Linked DNA regions of Mus musculus: all the other regions are linked to region 3. A link is a contact called in public Hi-C data. All regions are on one chromosome and are shown on one strand. Each heading gives the region's core, a stretch centred on a gene start, on an enhancer-like site or on the middle of the called end of the contact. The rest is flanking DNA. Distances are from core to core; before and after follow the strand shown.

Region 1 (3,104 bases), core at 407-2,906, 190 kb before region 3:
GGAAGAAAAAATTGCCCCAGGCTGCTTTGTAAATGACCACATCTGCACCAATATGATAGCTTACAAAGCCATTCAAAATACTCTCTCAGTTATTTGGATAATTGTCTAGAGCTTGCCTCCAAATTCCAGTCTTAGAGAAGAGGCATCCCCAAACATTCACCAGCAAGCTTTGAAAATTATATTAAATTATTTAACACACCAGAGGTATCAAATGTAAGTGATATCACCGAAGGGGAAAGATCTTTATTAAGAAAATAAATTACAACATAAACAGGCATTTTGGAAAAACACCCCTCACTGTACAAGGTTTGCTAGCCATCAAAACTTTCATAGTTACATTAGCAGCTGTAGGGTACAAACACGACTTTGTTGTAAAGAATAAATAGAAATTTGAAAATGGGAGATAGGTGAGTTGTTTTTTTATTACTATGGAAATATTCCTGTCCATCTCCCAAAGGGTTTTGAAGTCTCTAGAAGCTTTGTTAAAAATGCAGCACCACAAAGGAGCAGTGAGGTGGCTGTCATACACTGCCTTTCACAGCAAAGATTTGTACTTTCTGTGGAAATACTTGGGACAAATAAATGTTCTATAGGGTGTGTGTGTGTGGGGGGTGTACCACATGATGATTAGAAAGAAAACACTGATTAGAAAGAAAAATGGGAAGGTAGGGGAGATAGATGATACGTGGAGAGAATGAATATCACCTATCATAACCAAGCTAATTAATACATCCAACACCTCATGCCATCAATATTTCTGTGCACATATGATGAGAATCTTGAAGGTCTACTCTGGGCACATTTCAGGCATACAATAAATATTATCAGCTACAGCCAACATGCTGAATAGTGCATCCATAGGATGTGTGCATCTTGTAGATAGAAGCTTGGACCTTTTGCTATATAGTATCTCATTCGCCCTCCCCTCCCAATTCTTCCTAGCCCGTAGACCTACAATTCTGTTTGCTGTTTCTATGAGTTGGTATTGTTTTATTTTTTCCCCGACTCCACACCAGTGAGAGATCATACAGTTGTTATCTTTTTGTGTCTGATTTGTTTCACTTAGCATAACGTTTTCTAGGTTTATACATATTAAAATGGCAATGTTTCCTTCTATTTCTTATATCAAAATGACAACCCAAATCTCTTCTTTATCCATTCAGCCATTGATGACATACCTAGAATATTTTGATGAATCTTTATGAGTTCAAGGCTAGCCTGTTCTACAAAGTAAGTACCAGAACAGCCAGGGCTCAAAATAAAAAACAAAAACAAACAAACAAAAACAAAAACAAAAACAAACAAGCAACAGCAGTAACAACACAGAGCACTGAAGGACCCTGCAATGAACATGATGTAAAGGACTCTTCTTGAGTTGCTTCATTTCCTTTGGATAGATAACCAGATGTGATATTGCTGAATCAAACTGTTGCCCCATCTCCTTCTTTGAGGAACCACCATACTGTTTCCACAGTTCCTGTGCTGGTCGACGCTGTGGCCAGCTGGGTATGAGTGTTCCATTCCCTCCACACCCTCAACAGTGCTGGCTGTCTTTTCTTCTTCTTCTCTTTGGTTATAGTTATCCCAGCTGCTGGCATCTCAGTGTGATTTGATTTGTGCTTTCCTGACTGAGTACCTTTTCAGACACCTTCTGATTATTTCCTTATTCCTAGAAGAACATAATCTTATTATTTTTAGCTGAGTCATGAGCTACTCAGCTCAGTCGTATGAGCTCCTGGAACATTTCAGGTGTTGACTGCAGGACAGGGGTGTGAGCGGCAGGTGTTTCCTCCCATCCCACAGGTGACCCGTTTTGTTAGGTGTTTGCTGTGCAGAAGCTATTGAACTTAGTCCTGCGTGTTCAGTTTGGTGTTGGTGGCCTGCACGTTTGGGCCATACCTACAAGTCAGCAACCACAGTAAAGTCAAGGAACTTCCCTCTCTTTGTTTTCTTCTAGAAATTTCATTATTTCAAGTGTGATAGTTTAGTCTTCAATTCATTTCACGTTCATATTTTGTAGATGATGAAACAAAGGATCCATTTCATTCTTTTGGATGTGCATAGCCAGTTTTCTTCCTTTTTAAAAAAATTACAATTTTAATTTTTATTAATTAGTTATTTTATTTATTTACAGTTCAAATGTTATTGAGGAAGTTGTTTCTTTCCCATTGTATATATTTATGCATGCACACACACGCGCGCACACACACTCACACATGAACAAGAGTTAGCCCAGGCTAAGAGCCCAGGCTGTCCTTGAACTCACAGTGGAGCCTAGGCTGTCTTCAAACTTGTGATAATCCTGCCTCAGCCTCTGGAGTAGGAGGACTATAGACAGGTACTGTTGTCCCCAATTTCCAGCAAGTATTCTTACTGCCCTTGTTAAATTGGCCATGAATGCGTGAGCTGTCTATTTGATTTTACAGAGAGACACATTGGACTGTGTTCTCTCTTTATGCCAGTACCCTGTTTTCTTACTATGATATACTTTGCAATGTAGTTTGAAATCAGGGTGAACGACGCCTCCTCGATGCTGTTTCTCTATAGCTTCATTCTTTTTCAAGACTATTCTCATTTTGTAACATCCCTTGAGAGTCCATATGAACTTTATGGTTGGCTTTTCTGTTCCTGAAAAAGTCTTTATGGGCATTTCCCCCTGTTCTTTAGATAAAGTCTCACTTTGTTGACAAGGCTGGTGTCAAAGGCACAGAGACCCCCCTGCCTGTGCTGAGACTAAGGCATGCCCTTCATGCTCAGCATGGCAGTGATTTTACTGCACTGATTACATATAGCACTGGGGCTGGGTGCCGAGGAACAAATCCAGGGCCTTGATGCATTAAATAATCTACCACTGAGCCGCAACTCGAACTTTACTGCTGATATTCTAATATATAGCATTGAATAGCATGAAGTGTGTTTTCATTTTCTTATATCTCCTTAATTTTTTCACAATGTTTTATGGTTTTTATTGTGCAAACCTTTACTTCTTTGGCTAATAAAATTTTTATGGTATTTTAAATTAAATTATTTTATATTTTTCTTGGTTTGTAGTTGGTTTACAGAAATATAACTGATTCTATGTGTTAATTTTATATTTTGATACT
Region 2 (3,145 bases), core at 320-2,819, 210 kb before region 3:
TCGAGGAGGACAGGAACGCAATCCTGGTCTATCAGTTTCACAAATGTTGATGTCAAAAACTTCCAGAAAGGCTTTCAGAGGGATGGGACACCCCTCACCCTCCCAACCCAAGCACCACCCCCAAACCCCAGGGGTCCCACCACCACCCCAATTCCCCAGAGAATGAAGGCCTATGAGAAATATTTTGAGATATGGCAGATTGGTGTGGGAAAAAGCATGTGTATGTCCCAAGATACCACTTCCTGTTTCTCAGGACTTGTGTGTGGTGTGTATGGAAATCTAGACCTCCTCATTTTCAAAGGGGGGAGGTGAGGATATGAGTGTTTCTAAGAGATGGAGATCCCAGAGTGGCCCACTAACAAATTCCTGCCTACTAGACAGATGCCCATAAGAAAGGCAGCTAGCACTCACTGTTGGTGAGGAACCTGGGGAACCCCTCTTGCATTGGTAGTGGAAGTCCAACCCCATACAGATGTTCTAAGAATTTTAACTGGTAGTCCTTCAAAAAGCCAGGTCATGCCCACTGATGTTCCCACAATCTCATACAATGATGCTTTCCCAGCTACCTGGGTATCCCTTAATTGGACAACCACCACAGCACCTAGGTTTTATAAGCATTGGAGTGGATGGCTCTAGGAGGGAAGGGAGTGGGAGTCAGGATGGAGCATTAAAGGAAAAGCAGTCCACTTAATAAAACATGATGCAGGGCTTGTGAAGTTGGATGAGAGTAGACAGTGGGGTAAGAGATCTAATTCACCCAGCTCTGAGTCTTCTGTTAAAAGCAGACACGAGCAAGCTGTGTTTGTATGTCTGGGTCATGGCAAATGTGCAAGATGTTGAACGGTGGGACTGTTTCCAGAGTAGCCTCCTTCCTGTAAGGGAGGCCTTGTGAGGAACGGTCAGCTTCTCAGTAAGCTCTTCATCCACATGGCATAAACAGACGATTTCAGGGCCAGAATGGAACTCAGTAAAATGCTTGTTATGTCGTTCTCCGATGCCTGGAAAGATGAAACATTTACCCCCTGAGATTAATTTTTCACTGACTGATCAAACTCAATGTACTGTTTATGTTCTCTGTAACAGGAATTTTAAAGCACATAAATTTTTAAGCAAGAGTCTGATATCCAAAAAGATACATTACTTTGATCTAAAGTAATTTGAAGTTCAACTGGGTGAAGTACTCCTACTCTTTAAGCTACTTATTTATAAAATATGGATCTAGTTAATCAGATTTATAGTATGAAGCTGGGAACATTCTACGATGACTCATGATCACTAAGGTTCTGAAAAGACTTTCCTTCAGAGGCTTCACTACCTACTAGCCACATGCTGACCCATCACTGTTCTTTTCTGGATCAGTTTCCTCATCTGTAAAATGGTTGGACGAGCAGATATATGATGTCCTCTCAACTCTGCAAGTGCTGTGATTTCACAGCCACAAAGCACATATAAAACAGTAAATTCCACCAAACTGAAAGTTCTTCCCACAGTCTATCTGCATTGCTGCAAGCCAAGAGAAGCTGGCACACTCTAACCCCAGAGCTGTAGATGACTCAGTCTGTATTTGCACACAGTGTTTCTCTTGCGTCTCCCTGGCATTCTCTGAGCCAGACTTACTCATATGTTAGGTCCAGTGTACAAAGTGTCTCTAGTATTTCTGAGGCTGAGATTTGAGCAGTAAATGGTATGCTGATAGTCCTACGTTTAGGATCCATGACTCTGAAAGGTTTCTTTAGGGACATCCAATACAAATAATATCTTGTCTGGTGTCCAAGGTGGTGGTGTTCTATGCTGCTGCTGTTGTTGATTATGATGATGATGTTGGTGATGATAATAAAAATGATAGTAATGATGATGATACATTATATTCCTGGCACAGATAACATGCTGAGTGCTTTCCAAATATTTGAGTCCTTATAGTGCCTGCAAAATAAGTACTAACATTATTTCCTTTTATACCGTAGGAAGACACAGAGACATTAGATAACTTCCTTATTGTTGTTACCCATTGAGAAAATGGAAGGGCTAATATTTGAACATAGGCTAGTTAGGTCAATTGTTCATTATTTTAGATATTATGTCTCTACTATCTTTCTAATAAATAATGAAGCTCCAGATTATGTACATATTTGGATATTACGTTAGATAATTATCTGCACTACATGTTTAGCACAGTGTTCCCACTATTTCAGTGGTGAGGAACTCTTAAGAGAAAGATGATCAGAAAGGAACCCATTGACTTATTTCCCTTCTTCTGTTCCTGGATTTAACATTTCAATGAAAGTAGTTAGTAGTTTTTGAGTCCCTCTGCACCAGTCTGGGTGTTTTGTGTATTAAGTTCTGATTGTTGTTGCCCTATATGGAGTATGCTTGGAGATTAGCTCATCTCACTAATGAAGAGCTCTCAGGTGTTCCGTACCTTTTGCTGGTCAGATACCTACTGAAAATCTCAAGAAAAACCATCTAACTGAGAATCTGTCTGCCCCTTGATGCTCATGTCTAAGTGTGCTAGCATTAGTGGACCTGGGTGAGGGAAAATCTTTCTAAAATGTCTTTAACGTCACATCAAACTCTCACTCTTTGAGTCTCTTGTTTATGTGAATCAAGGTTCCCCACTTACTCCTGGACAGGCTATAATCTTAAATTAAGCAGCTGGTTCTTTGTCATTTGTGGGCTTTGAACAAAAACACAAAATCTTATTAAGCAACCAAGAGAAATAATACACCAAAAACTCGATTTTTATTTTCTCTACTGAAGCTATTTGAAATCCAGTATTATTATTTATATTTTTGGAGGATTTTCTTTCACTAGTGAGCGTTGTTTGAGCATTTTATTTCTTTCTTCACACATATTTAAAAGGCATTCCGACTGTGTGGTATTATGCTACACATGAAATGTTCTAGAAGGCAGCATAAGGAAATAGTGACTATCTATAAAACTGTGGTCTTTTGTATGTTTTTTTATGTGTGTGAGTGGGGTGAAGACACCCACACATGCATGTGGAAGACAGAAGTCAGCACCGGGAGGACTTCCTATATTGCTCTTCACATTATTAGTGAGAAACAGGTTGTTTACTGAGGCAGGAGCTTATCATTAGTGTCAAACCAGTTGGCCCACGCACCCCAGGAGCTGTCTATTCTGTACC
Region 3 (2,824 bases), core at 324-2,823:
TGTGTGTGTATGTATGCATGCACAAATCTTAAAAAACAACAAAGTTCTTGGGATGATTTGTGTATGTTCGGCCCAGGGAGTGGCACTATTAAAAGTTATGGCCCTGTTGAAGTAGGTGTGTCACTGTGGGTATGGGCTTTAAAACCTTCATCCTAGCTGCCCGGAAGTGAGTATGGAAGCCAGTATTCTGCTAGTAGCCTTCAGATGAAGATATAGAACTCTCAGCTCCTCCTGCAACATGCCTGCCTGAATGCTGCTGTGTTTCCACCTGGATGATAATGGACTGAACCTCTGAACCTATAAGACAGCCCCAATTAAATGTTCTTGTAAGAGTTGCCTTGATCATGGTGCCTGTTTAAAGCAGTAAAACCCTAAGAGTACTTTTTATGTTTTTAGGCATCTTTCCAGTTTCCCTACACTAATTGACCATCCCAGGCAGGTTCATCTTCTTGGCATACCTTGTTCATATGACAGTGACTATTCAGTGTATTCAGGTTGTTATAATGATAGTCACATGAGTATATATGTCTAATACATTGACATATCCTGTACATTTTATAGTATGTAAATTAAATCTTGATGAAAAGGCAAGTAAGAAAAAAAAAACTCCCCTGGATATTTTTGTGTGATAACCAGATTTTTTGCGGGGAGGATTATTCTATAGAGATTTCCATTTTAAATAGCATTACAAACAATGAAGCTGTTAGGGATTTCAAATTAATAAATATTTATATTATTCTTTCATGAAATAGTCTCTTCATGATGCGAACCAGAAGAAGAGGCTGTTCAAGTCACATTACTAAACAATTAATTATGGGATGGGAACCACATTTCTTGCTTTTGTGTTTAAATTATTCTGTATAAAAAGGTACAGCACACCCAGTACATTAGTTTGGGGTTGCTAAAGCTTGTTGCCTCTAAACCTTCCTTTTGTCTGTAAGGAGCAATTTTCCCAATCAGGCAGATCCTCTCAGTGCCTAGATGCCCTGTCCTGACCACACAGCAAAGTAAATGTGAGCCCAGTTGGAACTGTCTTCATCTCTAGCCCTGTCCTGCTCCCATGTCTTCATCTCTAGCCCTGTTCCGGTCCTATGGCTTTACCCCAGTATTTCCCCAGACTTATTACTAGCCTTCTCTTCAAAGGAGGAGCCTTTCAAGCTTAACCTTTGAGGGACCAGAACGTCCATTAGCATCTTTTCTGAGGCATTTTCAATGGATGCTTCCAAAGGGTTTGAGTCCTCTTTGGGGCAGGACTCACCCATTTCTGACACAAGGGTGGGGCTAAACGTTTGCGGAGTGACTCTAGGCATTTGACAGCACAGAAGGAAGCCTCTTCCTTTCCATCAGCAACAGCTTGCAGTGTTGTGCAAGCTCTCTGACGCAGCTTCTTGAACTACAGAATTAAATCTGCAACCACAAAAGAAAGAAGCTGATTTCTCATGGCCCTTGTGTAATTTCTGAAAGTTTTTGGGAAGTCTCTAAATTGAATTTAACTGTTGAGCACAGGCTGAACTTAAAACCTTCGTCTGTTTTAAGTCGCCCTCCCTCTTATGCTGTATCCTCCCTCACTCAGGGGCTGAGTCCTAAGTGCTTTGGCTGTGGACATATGCTCTGCGTGAAAAGCCAAAAAACCCGAGGGGCTGAGATTACTGCCTGCATCACCACATTCCTTCTGTTTGAATTCACTCAGCTAAAACCGCTGAGTGGGGGTGAGATGCCCTGCACACAGCAGGGTTGCAAAGGTGGGTGGAAAGAACTTTGGCCCACAAGGAACGCCACATTAGTATTCAGTAAGGAAAACAGGAAGGTGGGAGGAACAAGAGACATTTCTCAACCTCTTGCCCCTAATTTCCTAATTCAGAGGGTGTCATCTGCATTCAGCAAGAAGCCAGACCCATGGTAATTAAGTTTCTTCCTGGCACTGGCCAGGCCAATTAGCTTCTTGGTACTCAGTGAGCCTTTCTGAATACAGGGGAGGAAAAATTTGTTTGTTAATCAGGATAACTGTTGTAACAAGCCACCTATAGTTAGGAGATATTTGAGAAAAGTTAGCTTCTTGATGACATCACAACTCAGAGACATGAAGAAACAATGGGTGGTGCTGTGTGTCCTCCCAGCAGTGTGACTTCTGGATGTGTGACTTCTGGATGTGTGACTTCTGGATGTGTGACTCTGCCATGATTTCTGCTATGTCCCTCCCTGCACTGGGCTGATAAATGGAGAAAAAGAGAGTTTATGGAGGACTACAAGGAGACCTAGGGGCTAGGTTGAGAAGTATCTTAGCATCACTTCTTTACACACCCCACTTGCCAGAACTCAGCATTTTAGCTTCAGCTGACTTGGCAGGAAGTTGTAAAATGTGAGTCCAGTTTTATGCCTTGGACCAAAAAGAAAAGAAAAGAGAGACTGAATCAGATCACAGTGTCTGTCATGCTGTGCAGCAGGGAGCAGCAGTAATAGGAACCCCACTTATATCAAGGCACTTAAATATCTCCTGACAAGTTTGAGAGTGTGTTCTATGATAAGCTTCCCAAGCAGTGTTGCTATGGTTTCTGTTAATGGTAGACAGTGGACCATCATTCTCCTGGCATCTTCATGACCAGTGATGATCTTTTAATCTACTCTGTGGCTATTGGCACCAGTTATGTGAATGTTTCCATAACATGGATTTTCTGTGCACCATGAAAATCTTATACAAGTCTTCAGTTGGTCAGGGGTAAGGACTCCCGATTCTATTACATGACTTCCACATAATTTTGTTCCTTTACTTCTTATCATTACATCACTAAGCAGTCAGTGCATGATTTTTTTCTAATTAAAATTT

Evidence for each region. A called contact is a pair of places that touch in the nucleus more often than the background predicts.
Region 1: a Hi-C map of erythroblasts shows a contact between it and region 3, with 5 times the contacts expected there. The contact joins two enhancer-like sites. A contact is called at or near these places in 5 of 484 Hi-C or Micro-C datasets (erythroblasts, granulocyte-monocyte progenitors, macrophages and 2 more) and 1 of 115 datasets of contacts at active chromatin or transcription factors (acute myeloid leukemia).
Region 2: a Hi-C map of embryonic fibroblasts shows a contact between it and region 3, with 3 times the contacts expected there. The contact joins two enhancer-like sites. A contact is called at or near these places in 7 of 484 Hi-C or Micro-C datasets (the C2C12 cell line, embryonic fibroblasts and uterus) and 1 of 115 datasets of contacts at active chromatin or transcription factors (astrocytes).

What each region holds. Positions count from the first base shown.
Region 1 is chr5:4,343,190-4,346,293 of GRCm38.p6, forward strand. No RefSeq gene overlaps it. Among named protein-coding and RNA genes, the nearest start is that of Gm40261, 71 kb to the left of the region's middle. Within about 2 kb of position 1,657, at least 23 of the 459 cell types and tissues checked have an H3K27ac peak or open chromatin away from gene starts, as enhancers often do. A contact at or near this core is called in acute myeloid leukemia and erythroblasts, where this site is marked.
Region 2 is chr5:4,321,987-4,325,131 of GRCm38.p6, forward strand. No RefSeq gene overlaps it. Among named protein-coding and RNA genes, the nearest start is that of Gm40261, 50 kb to the left of the region's middle. Within about 2 kb of position 1,570, at least 66 of the 459 cell types and tissues checked have an H3K27ac peak or open chromatin away from gene starts, as enhancers often do. A contact at or near this core is called in the C2C12 cell line, embryonic fibroblasts and uterus, where this site is marked.
Region 3 is chr5:4,529,073-4,531,896 of GRCm38.p6, forward strand. No RefSeq gene overlaps it. Among named protein-coding and RNA genes, the nearest start is that of Fzd1, 230 kb to the right of the region's middle. Within about 2 kb of position 1,574, at least 101 of the 459 cell types and tissues checked have an H3K27ac peak or open chromatin away from gene starts, as enhancers often do. A contact at or near this core is called in the C2C12 cell line, acute myeloid leukemia, embryonic fibroblasts and 2 more, where this site is marked.